Linked DNA regions of Mus musculus: regions 2 and 3 are each linked to region 1. The links are chromatin contacts, called in public Hi-C and HiChIP or PLAC-seq maps. All regions are on one chromosome and are shown on one strand. Each heading gives the region's core, a stretch centred on a gene start, on an enhancer-like site or on the middle of the called end of the contact. The rest is flanking DNA. Distances are from core to core; before and after follow the strand shown. Region 1 has its middle 3.9 kb from the start of Gm33114. Region 2 overlaps Tbc1d14 (TBC1 domain family, member 14). Region 3 overlaps Tbc1d14 (TBC1 domain family, member 14).

Region 1 (4,329 bases), core at 1,347-3,846:
TCTCTCCTACGTAATGTTAGGGGATTGAAAGGGAAGAAGTAAAGGGATGGAGAAGGGTGGGAGAAAGAAGAACCCACAAAGTAGCCAGAAGAACAGCTACAGTGACCTCAGACATATCTTAATCCAGGTGACCTCTGAAGATATGCGAGAGCTGCCAAGGAAGAAGGAGGTGAGAGTATCAGTCCCTGGTACCCTTTCCCAACATGCCCAGCTCCCCACGACTCCGAGTTCCTTTGTGCCCTCTCCACCTTCCTATGGTTGTTACATGTGCTTTTAGCTGTGGAAACAGAGGCTCACAGGGCAGAGTTAGCATTGGATGCTATGTAGCCACCCAAGGCCATTCTGTGCTGTGTCCACAGGACTCTGGAGCCTGGAGGAGGAGGCTGTGCTGAGTCCTGGTTTCTAGAGGTGTGCAGGCAGGATTAACCATAGCCCAGGAAGGCGGGAGGCAGATGTAGAAATCAGAGGCCAAAGAACCACCCACCCTCTGCCCTTGGGACTCTGGCAGCGACTCTGAACTGTGTAATACCAGCCCCTGCCCACGCAGCTGCTGAGATGAGTGGCCGTGCGTGCACCTTTGACCTGGTGATCTTTAACTTGGTGACTCAGCCTGGGAGCTGGAGCACCGTGATGAACACGCTGACAGATTGAAGCCTGCCTTTGTGACAAGTCTTTTTATACATTGAAATTTAGCTGGCCATGGAAGTACACATGTGTAATCCCAGTACTCAAGAGGTAGAGGCAGGATTCATCCCATAATCAGCCACCAAAACCAGACACTATTGCATATGCCAGAAAGATTTTGCTGAAGGGACCCTGTTATAGCTGTCTCATATGAGGCTATGCCAGTGCCTGGCAAATACAGAAGTGGATGCTCACAGTCACCTATAAGATGGAACACAGGGCCCCCAATGGAGAAGCTAGAGAAAGCACCCAAGGAGCTGAAGGGGTCTGCAACCCTATAAGTGGAACAACAATATGAACTAACCAGTACCCCCAGAGCTCGAATCTCTAGCTGCATATGTAGCAGAAGATGGCCTAGTTGGCCATCACTGGGAAGAGAAGCCTCTTGGTATTACGAACTTTATATGCCCCAGTACAGGGGAATGCCAGAGCCAAGAAGCAGGAGTGGGTGGGTAGGAGAGTAGGGCAGAGGGAGGGTATAGGGAACTTTCGGGATAGCATTTGAAATGTATATAAAGAAAATATCGGGGCTGGAGAGATGGCTCAGCGGTTAAGTACACTGACTGATCTTCTGAAGGTCCTGAGTTCAAATCCCAGCAACCACATGGTGGCTCACAATCACCTGTAATGAGATCTGACGCCCTCTTTTGGTGTGTCTGAAGATAGCAACAGTATACTTAGATATAATAATAAATAAATCTTAAAAAAAGAAAATATCTAATAAAAAAGTAAATAAGTAAGTAAGTAAATAAATAAATAAATAGAAAGAGACACTCCGTAACATAACATAAAGCATAGTAGTTTAATAAATAAATTGTAAAAGGAGAGAGAGGGGGGTAGGAAGATCACTGTGAGTTCTATACTAGCCTGGGGTATGTATTGAAACTCATTTGCTATCATTGTTTAAATTGAGGTAAAATTCACACCACAGATATTTAGCTATTTAAAGTGTCAGTTCTGTGGCATTTATCCACCTACAGCAAGCACTGCATAACTGTCACCTCTGTGTAGTTCTATATGTCCTGCTCTCCAAGACCTCACCCCCCTTCCTTCCTTCCTTCCTTCCTTCCTTCCTTCCTTCCTTCCTTCCTTCCTTCCTTCCTTCCTTCCTTCCTCCTCCTCCTCCTCCTCCTCCTTCTTCTTCTTCCTCTCTCTCTCTCTCTCTCTCTCTCTCTCTCTCTCTCTCTCTCTCTCTCTTTCTCTGTTTATTTATACTTTTCAAGTGCTGGGGACGAGACCCAGGGCCTCACACATGCCCGGCAAGCACTCCGTAACTAAGCCCGTACCCTAACTACAACTCCATCTCTACCACTGGCCACTCCCCATCTTCCTGTCTGTTGTATCCCTGGCAACTGCTGGGTTCCAGTGGGAGTCACGCAGTGCACTGTTCGGCTTCGGGTGACTGGCTTTTCTCACTGAACCTGTTTGGAAGGCCAACAGGCTTTGTAGCAGGTGCCTGCACTCTGCTTCCTTCCATGGCTGCCCGAGGTCCCACTCGGTGGGTCTTCTCTGCCTTTTCATTCACTCCTGCTATGGGAACAGTACGCTGACCCGTGGCCTCTCTCAGTGGCTTCTGGTAGAGTAAAAGTTCCCCAGACCAGCCACCCGATGCTTACACACATAAAGTCCTTGTCGAACGCGTGGTTCTCATCCTTGTTTCCAATGAGTGTCAACTGCACACTATAGCACTTATTGAGCACTTACTGCATACTGTCCTGAATGTTTTGTTTTCACTCAATGGTGGTGTTTTCTGTCCATCCTCAGTCCCTCCAGTAGCTGGCGTGGGCCTCACGTGATCAGTTTCAGAGGCCGGAAAAAGGTCAGCTAAGGAATTATCTATAGAGGAGAACTTAAAGTCGGGCCAGCTCCAGTTCACGTCTCACATGCCCCTGGTGTACGCCCTTGACTGGACGAATGCAGACTTCACCCTGGGCGGTAACCCAGAGGACTTTCATTTTCCTTTTCCCCAGGGCTCGATCTCTGCTTCATTTTCAGTCATTGATTTGTTTTCACAGTGACCAATCAGAAACAGAAAGCATAACAGTCAGGAGGGGAATGAAAGTGCTGAAGGTGAATTTCAGAAAAGCTGGACTTTAACCAGCTCATGTGGCAGACCCACCCAGTGGGCTGCACCAGCAGGGTGGCAGGGCACCTTTGCCTTGCAGGAAGACTACAATATAATTGGGGTATAGTTTTAGCTTTTGCATGTTTATCCTTCTTTGGTGGTTCTTTTTTGTTTTGGGGTTTTGGGTTTTTTTGTTTGGTAGGTTGGTTTTGGTTTTGGGTTTTTGGACTGTTTGTTCATTTGTTTGGTTTGTTTTGGTTGTTTGCTTTTTTTGTTTTGTGTGTGTGTGTGTGTGTGTGTGTGTGTGTGTGTGTGTGTGTTGTTTGTTTGTTTGTTTGTTTGTTTGTTTGTTTTTGAGACAAGGTTTCACTGTGTAGCCCTAACTGGCCTGCATGCAGACCAGGCTGGCCTCAAATTTGCTGCAATCCCCCTGCCTCTGCCCCTCAAGCACTAGGATTCTAGGCATCTCACATCATAACTCACTTCTTCGTTGCTCCTCAGATGAACAAGAGCCTTTTATATATTCACACAGGAAGTCCAACTTCCTCCCTCATGCCCTCTGCCTTGGATCCAGCTGGCAGGTGAACCTGAACCCCATGCCAGCCAAGAGCTCAGGAACTCACACTAAAACTACCTGCTATGCAATAGCCTTTCCCCTTAGGACCTCCCAGCACAGCCCTGTATCACCCCCACTCCACTCCAGCACCCCTCAGAGCCATGAAGAGAAAGTAGAACATACCCGATCTAGAGTCAGCACAGAGTCCACAGAGAGCCTGGGCCCCAAGTTCTCCTGGTGCCATTTACCTGCTCCCCCAACTATTTGCTTATGCTCTGCCTTCTACCCAGAGCTCTGTCACCCTCAAGTCTCCATCATCCTTCAGGTACAACCAGCAGTGCCCAGGGGAGTGGTCCCAGGAGCCAGCAGCAGCCCAGGAGTGTGCAGGCCCTGGCTGCCCTGTGATGGGTGTTTCTATGCCCTTGTCTGGGTGGTCCTCACCAGCTCCCTGTGAGGCAGGAATTGCCTTCCCTCTTCTTGCCTGCTTCCCTCAGGTATAAAGGGCCTCACGTATAGCATTAGAAAACACCCAGGGGACACTCACTGCTGCTATCCCTGTACTAGGAGGAGATTTCTGAGATGAGAGCTGAAGCGACTCATCTGAGGAAGTGCAGCCAGTGGGCGGTTTGGCCTGAGCTCTTTCCCCATGTAGCCCTCCGTGTTCTGGTTCTGGTTTCCAATGGGAATGAATCTTCAAGGACATGCAGAGAGCTCCTTGCGAAGGAGCCATCTGTGCACGGTGGGAGAGTTGACTCTCACACCAGATGGCCAGTGCTCTAACCTGGGTCTGCCGTGTATTCTCTGTGCCATCTTGGACAAGTTTCCTGACCCCTCTGCACCCATTTCCTCCTTCCTGGCATAACTCCCGAGAGGAGAAGATAAGTCATACCCCTCCACAGCCCACCTGATAGATACCTGCTGCTAAAATAAAATCAGAGCTTCTTGGGCCTCTCTGCTGAGCAGCTGGGGAGAGCCAGCTGCCAAAAGCCCATCTTGGGACAGGCTGTAACTTCCAGAGTGGCAG
Region 2 (4,329 bases), core at 1,031-3,530, 210 kb before region 1:
ATAAGGACTGTGTGACATCATTTGTACACGAAGTTTAAAAAAGTTGAACTCCAAGTAGCAGAAAACAGAACAGGTTTACCACAGGCAGGGGAGGATGAAGCAGGAAGGAACCAGGGAGATACTGGCTAAAAGGTAACAAACTTTCAGATAGGAGGAAATCCCACAACATGATGGCTGTAGCTAGTTATACACTGTATCCTTGAAACAGGCCACAGGAACAGAGGTAAAGCGCGTTTCCATTAACAAACCCTAAGGAAGGGTTCAGGTGGGGACACAGATCAGGAACAGAAGGTGACCTAGCATCTGATTTGATATTACTCACCACCGTCAACAATGAGGAAAATAAGTGGTGAGACAGAACAAGAGAGCGATCTATGTGAGGTAATGTGTATTGTCTAATATAGATTACCTACATTTATACTTTCATCTTAAATATTGAAATCCCTAAAGTATAAAGTCCTGAAAATATAATCCTGAGTTTTTAAAAACATATTTAGAGGCCTTTACTTACATTTTTATCATGCTATAAATGTTTCAAAATATGTACATGATAGACACACACGATGTTGTCAATTTATAAAGTAAAATAAAAATAGGAACAGCTTATGTTCAAATATTCAAAATGGCACAAGTCCCACTGCCTAGCCACAGATGTACTGCTCTGTGTCAGTGGATCACTGCGAGGCCTCTGGAAGCCAACACTCAATGAACCAGGCTACCAGGCAACTTGAATTAGAAGCACCTGGCTGTGAGCAGGAGACGCAAACCCTCTCAAGAGGAGCTGTGGGCTTCGATTTCTTCTAAAAGCTATTTCCTTTCCATTTTTGTTTTTTAACAGTCCCTTTGCCCCAGGCCACACTAGCCGGTGAGGAGTACTGCCATGAGTAGCCTCTCATTGAGGGAAGAGCTGTACCTTCATTCTCCACTTCTGAGCCTCCAGTGCTGAGGGACCGCCACCGCTCCTTGGCCCGAGCAAGACAGATGTCAAAGAGCTCTGAAAGAAAAGCTCCTGTTAAGCCTTACATTGTACATGGTCCCTCGACACCAGCAGAGAACACACAACTATCCCTTTCTCTAAACAGAGGAAGGCATTCTTCTGACAATTCCCCCAGCTTAGCCTGAAAGACAGCCATTTACACAGGAAGGCACGCACACTGCCAAGGGGCTTGGTGCCTTCCTCTGCTGCACAGCCACCTAATTCATATCCTGCTCTGACCTTCTGTGACCGGCCCACTGCCTCTCGGATGACCAGTCTCTTGCTTACCTCAGGATCCAGACTAATGGCCTGGGGGCTCAAGAGAACAGTCAGTCAGGGTCTCATCTATGGACTAAAGGGTGGGTGGACAGAGTCTATCTGGTTTCTAACAAGTTTGAGTCATAATCTAAAAGAAAAAAAAGCTTTCAGCACTTGGGAGGCAGAGGCAGGCGGATTTCTGAGTTCGAGGCCAGCCTGGTCTACAAAGTGAGTTCCAGGACAGCCAGGGCTATACAGAGAAACCCTATCTCAAAAAACAAAAACAAAACAAAACAAAACAAAACAAAACGCTTTAATCTGAAATCCTTAAGGTCTAAAATCCTGAAAATACAATTCTTAAAAGAAAGAAAGAAAGAGAGAGAGAAAGAAAGAAAGAAAGAAAGAAAGAAAGAAATTTACTTACATCTTAAGAGGGAGATTTGAAAAACATAAAAACAATAGAATACTTCATGTGTTGCTTTGTGTAACAAAATAGGCATCAATGCTACTGTAAGCATCACAGTGGATGAAGGACATTATACACCTAAGTCACAAGCAGATGACCTACGTGCGCAGAAAAATGCTGAAAAGCAAAGTATATGAATAGCTATCATTATGGTTCATAACTGTGTACTGGGCTTCCTAACTGTGGCCATATTAAACACTGGCCAGGATACCTAAATCTTTAATCAAAACCGAGATGGGTTACCACTGCATACAGTCATCCAAAGAGCCTAGACTTTAAAGAACGTTCACAGATGCAGATGTCCAAAAGGACAGCTCACTTTGCTTTGCTTGCAGACAGGAGCCTAGCATAACTGTCTTCTGAGAGGCCCCATCCAGCAGCCAAGTGCTTCTAGGCCTCACCATACCCAGTGGTAACTGTCCCTGGGACACTTGCTGCATGGCCCCCAGGACAGTACTTCCTGCACCTACTCCACCTGCACTGACAAACCGCAGAAGCAGAAGCTGCAGAAGCAGTTCCACCCAGCAGCCTGCAACACTGTTGCCAGCTTCTAGAAGTATCCCAACTAGTAACTGCTGACCTCTTCAGATAAATGCACTTGAGTTCCTTAAAAGCTTCTAAATGTCATTAGCTTGGAGAAACACCACTGCTGACAATGCTAAAAAAAAAAAAAAACCCAGCAACCCACAAAACTGGCATTTTAGACCCTGCTGTTTTGCATGAGCAATCCTTCCAGAGAATTTGGGTTTCTACCTCTTCTCCTCGGGAATTGCTTTTGGAATTCAGTTTCCAGGATTTCAATATTCAGAGTTTTAAACTTTCAGACCTATGATTTCTGGGACTAAGATGCACACTGCCTTCAAACAAGGGCACGGGCAGCTTGCTACCCAGATGGCACAGGACTCCTCATCTTGCTGCTGAGGGAGGGGCATAGAAACTGGTGCTCTGAACAGGCAGAGCTCTCAGAGAATGGCGATTCCTGCTGTCAGATTCCTGCTGTCACCATAGTTTTCCAATCTCTTCCATATTCAGAGCCTGTTTTCAGCAGCCCTGCCCCTCAGGCAGTTGCTGATAATCAGGTAACTTCAGCTTCCCAATAGCCTCCGCAGGCCGGCAGACTGGGCCCCTGGAGCACTGCAAGCCGTGCTCACCACTCAACAGCACGCATGTCCCATGCACTGGCTTTGTCTTAGCGCTGCCACTTCTACTCCCTATACCTCTTGCTTAACTGATTCCCAGCTCCCATACACTGAGGACTGCTGGCCAATCACTGCCTTTCTCTGTGTGCTTGCCACGTTATCTTTTTCATCCTTTACTCTGCAGGGTAGAGGCAAGCACAGCTGCCTTCACGAATTGTACTAAGTGTAACTTGTCCTAATGGTCCTGTTCTGGCTTTATGACAGCTCTAACATGCATGCAACCTATGCTGACATGCCACGGCAAAGCAGCACAGTTATGACACTTTAGTATGTTGTACTCTAAAGAGAAACACAGACGTGTCCAGGGCTGGGGTCGAGAGCATGCTCTGGGACCTTTGCCCACTCAATCTCTAGGTGGGCTGGCTGGCAGGTTTAGAAGCACATGTTCGATTTGGGAAACCCCAGCTTTTTCTTCTTAAAAGCTGAACAATTGGGAATTCGCTGCAACTTAACCTAATGGGACTATTAAGACTTCCTGGAAAAGTCAGGCTCAGAATCCAAATTAGGGCTTGGGTCAAAACATTTTTGTCACTCTCAGAGGAGCACACAAAACTACTACAGGGCCTGCTTATTGCCGGACTTTCTGGAACCCTCGGTGTGCCTCCAGGCACATCAGACCTCCTCTGCATCCCACTGGTGAGTCTTCCTGCCTCTTCAATTCTTCTCCCAGAGTCCTTATCTCTGCCTGGAAGTTCTACCCTCCATTCCTGAAAAAAGCCCAGCAGGTGATGGTGCATAAGAACAACACCACCAACATCTGGACGGTCCTCAGCTACTGGACAGACATCAGCATAGAAGAATACAAAGAGAGCCTTCACACAGTGTATGAGAATGCTATTCCAACAGCACGTGCCCATTAGGGCTCTACCTCACAAGTGAAGAACCTGTTAGGAGAGACTGGCTATAAATGTGTCCACGTCTGAGCTCACAGAACCTCCCCCACAGTTTTATAGTCGTGGTAGAAAGGTGACACTTTTCTCTCAGGACCCCCAACCCCAACCTCTTTTTAAAATTCGACTTATTGTGCATACACAAGTGTGTGATGGGGGAAGAACTCACATGTGCCACAACATACATGTGGCCAGAGACAACTTTGGAGTCAGCTCTCCCCACCCCCCCCCCTTGTATGTATTTCAGGATCAAACTTAGAGCACTAGGTTTGCATGCTATGTGCCTTTCCTGCTAAGCAATGCTACCAGGCCCCAGCCCCAATTTCAAAGTATAAGCCTGTCTTTCCTAGATGTGAGGTTTGGATGTTTTGCTTTTCTGGGGAAAGGGGTTGCTTATTTGTTATTGGATTTTGTTGTTGTCAACACACACACACACACACACACACACAGCTCAAGGGCTAAGATGCAGGCATGAGCACCAATCCTGCTCAAGAGTGAAGCTTAATAGTGCTATTGGACCCTGGGTCTTCCCAAGTCAGA
Region 3 (4,329 bases), core at 563-3,062, 180 kb before region 1:
TCCCCAAACACAGAGACCTGCAGAGAATGGGCTAGTTCATGAGAACAGGGTGTTCCCAAAGAAGGTGGTCTCAGAAGCAGCAGTCAGAGCATCTCTAGCAGCCCCAGAAGCCGCCTGCACCAAAGCAACTCCAGAGTCCCACTGAAGCAGTCGCAACTTCTCAGACACAGACTAGGGTGGCAGTGGAGCAACTATCAGTGACGAAGCCACACCAAGGACTAAGTAGGATGCCAACAGCAGGAAGAGAGACCTAAACAACCATGGACAGGCAAAGCTGAGCTGTAACTGTTTTATCCAGTGGCTGGGAAAGTCATTATTTTCATCTCAGTACATCATTAATGAAGCAGGAAAAGATACAGTCACTCAACACAAAGTAATGTTCAAAATAGCAGTGTGTCAGTTTCTGGGAAACCAGGAAAAAGTTCATAGGTACAATGTGTGAAACACACAAGGTGTCATTAGAATTGGAAACAAGACAGTTCCTGGCACATTTACCAGGGGTCTACTAGGATTCCAGCATGAAGGTATAGGCCAGTGCGCACTGCCTCCTCCAATGCTGGCACCTTACTCTGAAGGCCACCTAGGGTTCTCTGTATAGCAGGAAGTAGATAAACGCAGACACCAGCAAAAAAGGCAAGGGAGACTAAGAACCAGGTGTTGAGAATAGCACCAAATCTAAGACAGAAACTCTCCTTACCTACAGTCAAAGGATTTGGGCCCAGCCCTGTACAACAATGGAGCTACCACCCACTGTTCCTGCTAAATACCTGAAAAACGGAAGGCACTGCAGTGAACTGAAACACAGTGTTATTTTTTAAATGTCATAAAAAGTGAAAGTCAAAAGTTTGAGACATATTTATACAGCTTTAAGAAGGACAATGAACATTTTCTTAGAGACTGAGAATTATCTGATGTCACAGCAAAAGCCAGAGTCCTAACAGTATTAAGTAAGACATTTGATCAGGTGTCGGCCTCTACTTGTCCAGGGGTGGACTCCCTGCTAACAACCACTCCTCTGAAACAAGTTACTAGATAGGATATGCAACTTTCCACCACAAACTCCACTGTACTTTTTGAATTGTGAACCATGCAAATGTATCACCTGTTTTGAGGTTTATAAACAAGAAACAGCTACTACACAGCCAGGTATTTCTGTCACTAGAAAACAAAACACTTCTGCATCTCTACCCAACATCTCTTCCCCATAGCATCTCTCCCCCACAGCATCACTCCCTAATATTGCATCTCCCCCCACTGCATCACACCCTCACTGCACCTCTCCCACACACACACTACATCATACCCTCACTGCATCTCTACACACACACACACACACACACACTGCTTCACTCCCTCACTGCATCGCTACACACATACACCCACCCCCACCCCCACAGCTTCACTCCCTCACTGCATCTCTCTACACACACACACACTGCTTCACTCCTTACTGCATCTCTACACACATACACACACATACACACACACTGCATCACACCCTCACTGCATCTCTCCCCCACACACACTGTTATCACTCCCTCACTGCATCTCTATACACACACACACACACACAATGCTTCACTCCCTCACTACATCTCTCCTCCACACACACTGCTTCACTCCCTCACTGCATCTCTACACACACACACACACACACACACACACACCCCATACCCCATTTAGTATAAATGAGTCCATGAGATGTGACCTTAAACAAGGGAGAAGTTAAAGGCAAAATGAAATTACTCAGTGACACTCCACTGGCACCACAGACCAAAGAGGAACTAAACAAGTTTGCTCAGCTGCTGACGTATAAGCTTTGGCTCAAATCATTCACTCAGGCATAATCCTTTGCCCTGCCTAATGAGCAGTGTGAGCAGCCTGGAGAGGGGGCTCGATGGAGAACACCTCGGCAGCTTTCATGTTGTACTTCCAGGAGGCTGAGCTCGTGTCCAAACCTAAAAACAGAAGTAGCAGGGAGAAGGACCCCAGCCTTCATACCGAAGCCTAGACAGAGGCGACAGGGGCCAAGGGCAAGGCTTTCAGTGGGGCAGATCCAAGAATGTCAAGGACGTCTGAGGGTTAGCCAGAGCTGGACCTGTACCCGAGCTCTACCCTTTCTCTTGTTTGTCATCCACACAGGGGAAGAAGGGGAAGACAGCGGTCATGAGACCTGGTAAGCTATCAATCAGTTTTCATTTCTTTCCCTCTCCATCCCCACTCAGTGTGTTTTGTTTTGTTTTTGTCTTATTTGTGTGTAGGTAAGATTCATCTATTAACCTCTAGTTCTACCTCCTAGAGCCACTAAAATCAGAATGCTCAAGAGATAACAACCTACCCAGATCCAGCCACCAATACAAAGTCGTGCTGGGAAGGCAGCTGCCAGGTGACTGCAGGCCCCGTGGAGGCCATCTACAGCAGCTATCTGGACAGCAGCACATCTCAACAGATGTGTATCAGACACTCTGCTCAGCTGCTGGAGGGGCATAGCACAGGAGGCAGTATCTGCCCTGGGAACCTCACAGTGTGGGCAAACCACAGGGCCAGCCCACGATGTTCAGATTCTCATGTTAACTGAGCCTTCACCCCTTGACTTTCCAAGATTGGACCTAAACCACAGGTTCTCCTCCCAGGTATGCACCGAGCACTGCTCCACCACCAGCCTGGATTCCTCCATAATGGCCGAGGAGGCAGTATTCAAAGACAACAGGAGCCAGAGCCTTGCACAGGAATAAGAAAGAGGAGCACAGCTTCAAGAGGATAGAGATGCCCATCACGGTATCACAAGGAAACCTGACTCACACAGCGAGATTCACTTCCATCTGTCCAAACACTTCCCGAATGAAACAGCTGTCCAGATATATACTGACCTTCTCTGCATGGTCCTCTAGCATGGATCTCCTGCCCAACAGAAGTTACTGTAAACATCACCTGTGGCTTCTGGTTACGAATGGTAAGATTCCAAGGTGTTGGGTAAATTCCCAAGACCACCCACCTGGCAGTCAGACCTCCCCAAGTCAAGTGAGGCAATAAATGGCACCTGCTCACTGGACATGGCCCACTGGGCTGGGTTTTCTCTCAGTGCATGTGGAGAATGGCTGACTCCTATCAGAAGAGCTTTGCAGCACAGGGAACCAGTCTCCTGTTCCTTCAACTTCTAAGAAAAGACAGAGGAAAGGATGGTGATAATGCAGCTTTCTCACTATCACTCCTCTATCCCTGCTTATAGAATCAAATGGGTAAGGAGAGAGATGGTCTTCCTGGTAAGAAGCCAGTCACACTAACTCAAGCAGCTAGGCACCTATCTACTTCAAGACAGCTGCACAGTGGAAACAGCTCCGTTTTCTTTTTAGTGTTCTTCAATGTGAACTACTGGTTGAATATTGGTTGGTTGGTTGGTTTTTTTTAGAAATCTCTTTCTCTCTCTCTCTCTGGTTGTTTTTTTAGAAATCTCTCTCTCTCTCTCTCTCACACACACACACATACACACACACACATACATACATAGAGAGAAATACACACACACACACACACACACACACAGTGAGAGGTTTCTGGCTTCTCTTGAAGCGTCCTATGTGAGCACACTGGCAGCACAGGGAGCCAAAGCCATGGCAGCCTGTAGGGTGTGTTGGCCTGTAGCACCCAGCACTGCCCCCACATTTATCACATAGCTAACACCAGCATTTCCATCACCTGTTTTTAGGGAGGATCTGACCCAGATTTTTAGGGACTCTCTAAGCTTCGATAACTTAGACAGGAGATCCTTTAAGAAAAAAAATTAATTATGAACACAAAATTAGGGGTAAATGAATGTTTCTGGAGACTAAGAATCATTAGCGTTGCCCCACATTCAGTCCCAGCACTCTGTCATGTGAAACCTGGAGCATGTCAGCAGCCGGAGAGACTCTAGCAAGCACTGAGAACCAACGTGCATATACTCTGTTGTTAAATGCCTCTGGCCTTATAAGTATTGTATAAGTATTCCTGTTCTCATTAACTTTTGGGATAGACTGAAAACAAAAGATGGCTTCAAAAACAATATGAAGTGCTCACTGACAACAAGATGCATGCACAGCTGCACCTGGCCCCTGCCCTCAGAAGGCAGTCACAGAAAACATAGGGACAATGTCAACCTGGTACTTCACCAGGGTGTAAAGCTCCCGAGGCTGCCTCTGCCAGTTACTGCTTCATCTCTAGAGCCCAAACCAGGCCCTGGGTACATAGAACATGCTTTTCAAGGTACTGAGGACACGGTTCAGGCTCCATTCCCAACACAGCATTAACCAGTGCAATTCCAGCACTCAGAAGGTAGAAATGGAGGGACCA

Evidence for each region. Hi-C and Micro-C count contacts between places; a contact is called where the count stands out from the background. HiChIP or PLAC-seq counts read pairs in DNA pulled down with a chosen protein or histone mark.
Region 2: an H3K4me3 HiChIP or PLAC-seq map of bone marrow-derived macrophages shows a contact between it and region 1, with 2.9 times the contacts expected there. The contact joins two enhancer-like sites. A contact is called at or near these places in 1 of 15 datasets of contacts at CTCF or cohesin (CD8 T cells), 12 of 484 Hi-C or Micro-C datasets (the 63-12 cell line, B cells, DN3 thymocytes and 8 more), 8 of 115 datasets of contacts at active chromatin or transcription factors (the 230-238 cell line, bone marrow-derived macrophages, embryonic stem cells and 5 more) and 3 of 9 other capture datasets (adipose tissue, embryonic stem cells and liver).
Region 3: a Hi-C map of bone marrow-derived macrophages shows a contact between it and region 1, with 30 read pairs. The contact joins two enhancer-like sites. A contact is called at or near these places in 12 of 484 Hi-C or Micro-C datasets (the AML12 cell line, the Ba/F3 cell line, CD4 T cells and 7 more), 13 of 115 datasets of contacts at active chromatin or transcription factors (CD8 T cells, the HPC-7 cell line, bone marrow-derived dendritic cells and 10 more) and 5 of 9 other capture datasets (adipose tissue, embryonic stem cells, liver and 2 more).

What each region holds. Positions count from the first base shown.
Region 1 is chr5:36,723,950-36,728,278 of GRCm38.p6, forward strand. No RefSeq gene overlaps it. Among named protein-coding and RNA genes, the nearest start is that of Gm33114, 3.9 kb to the right of the region's middle. Within about 2 kb of position 2,597, at least 96 of the 459 cell types and tissues checked have an H3K27ac peak or open chromatin away from gene starts, as enhancers often do. A contact at or near this core is called in adipose tissue, bone marrow-derived dendritic cells, bone marrow-derived macrophages and 3 more, where this site is marked.
Region 2 is chr5:36,513,126-36,517,454 of GRCm38.p6, forward strand. Tbc1d14 (TBC1 domain family, member 14) reads right to left here. Exons shown (of 14, transcript NM_133910.3): 8 at 914-994. Among named protein-coding and RNA genes, the nearest start is that of Gm32528, 2.8 kb to the left of the region's middle. Within about 2 kb of position 2,281, at least 16 of the 459 cell types and tissues checked have an H3K27ac peak or open chromatin away from gene starts, as enhancers often do. A contact at or near this core is called in adipose tissue and bone marrow-derived macrophages, where this site is marked.
Region 3 is chr5:36,547,614-36,551,942 of GRCm38.p6, forward strand. All of the region lies in intron 2 of Tbc1d14 (TBC1 domain family, member 14), which reads right to left. Among named protein-coding and RNA genes, the nearest start is that of Tbc1d14, 33 kb to the right of the region's middle. Within about 2 kb of position 1,813, at least 68 of the 459 cell types and tissues checked have an H3K27ac peak or open chromatin away from gene starts, as enhancers often do. A contact at or near this core is called in adipose tissue, bone marrow-derived dendritic cells, bone marrow-derived macrophages and 3 more, where this site is marked.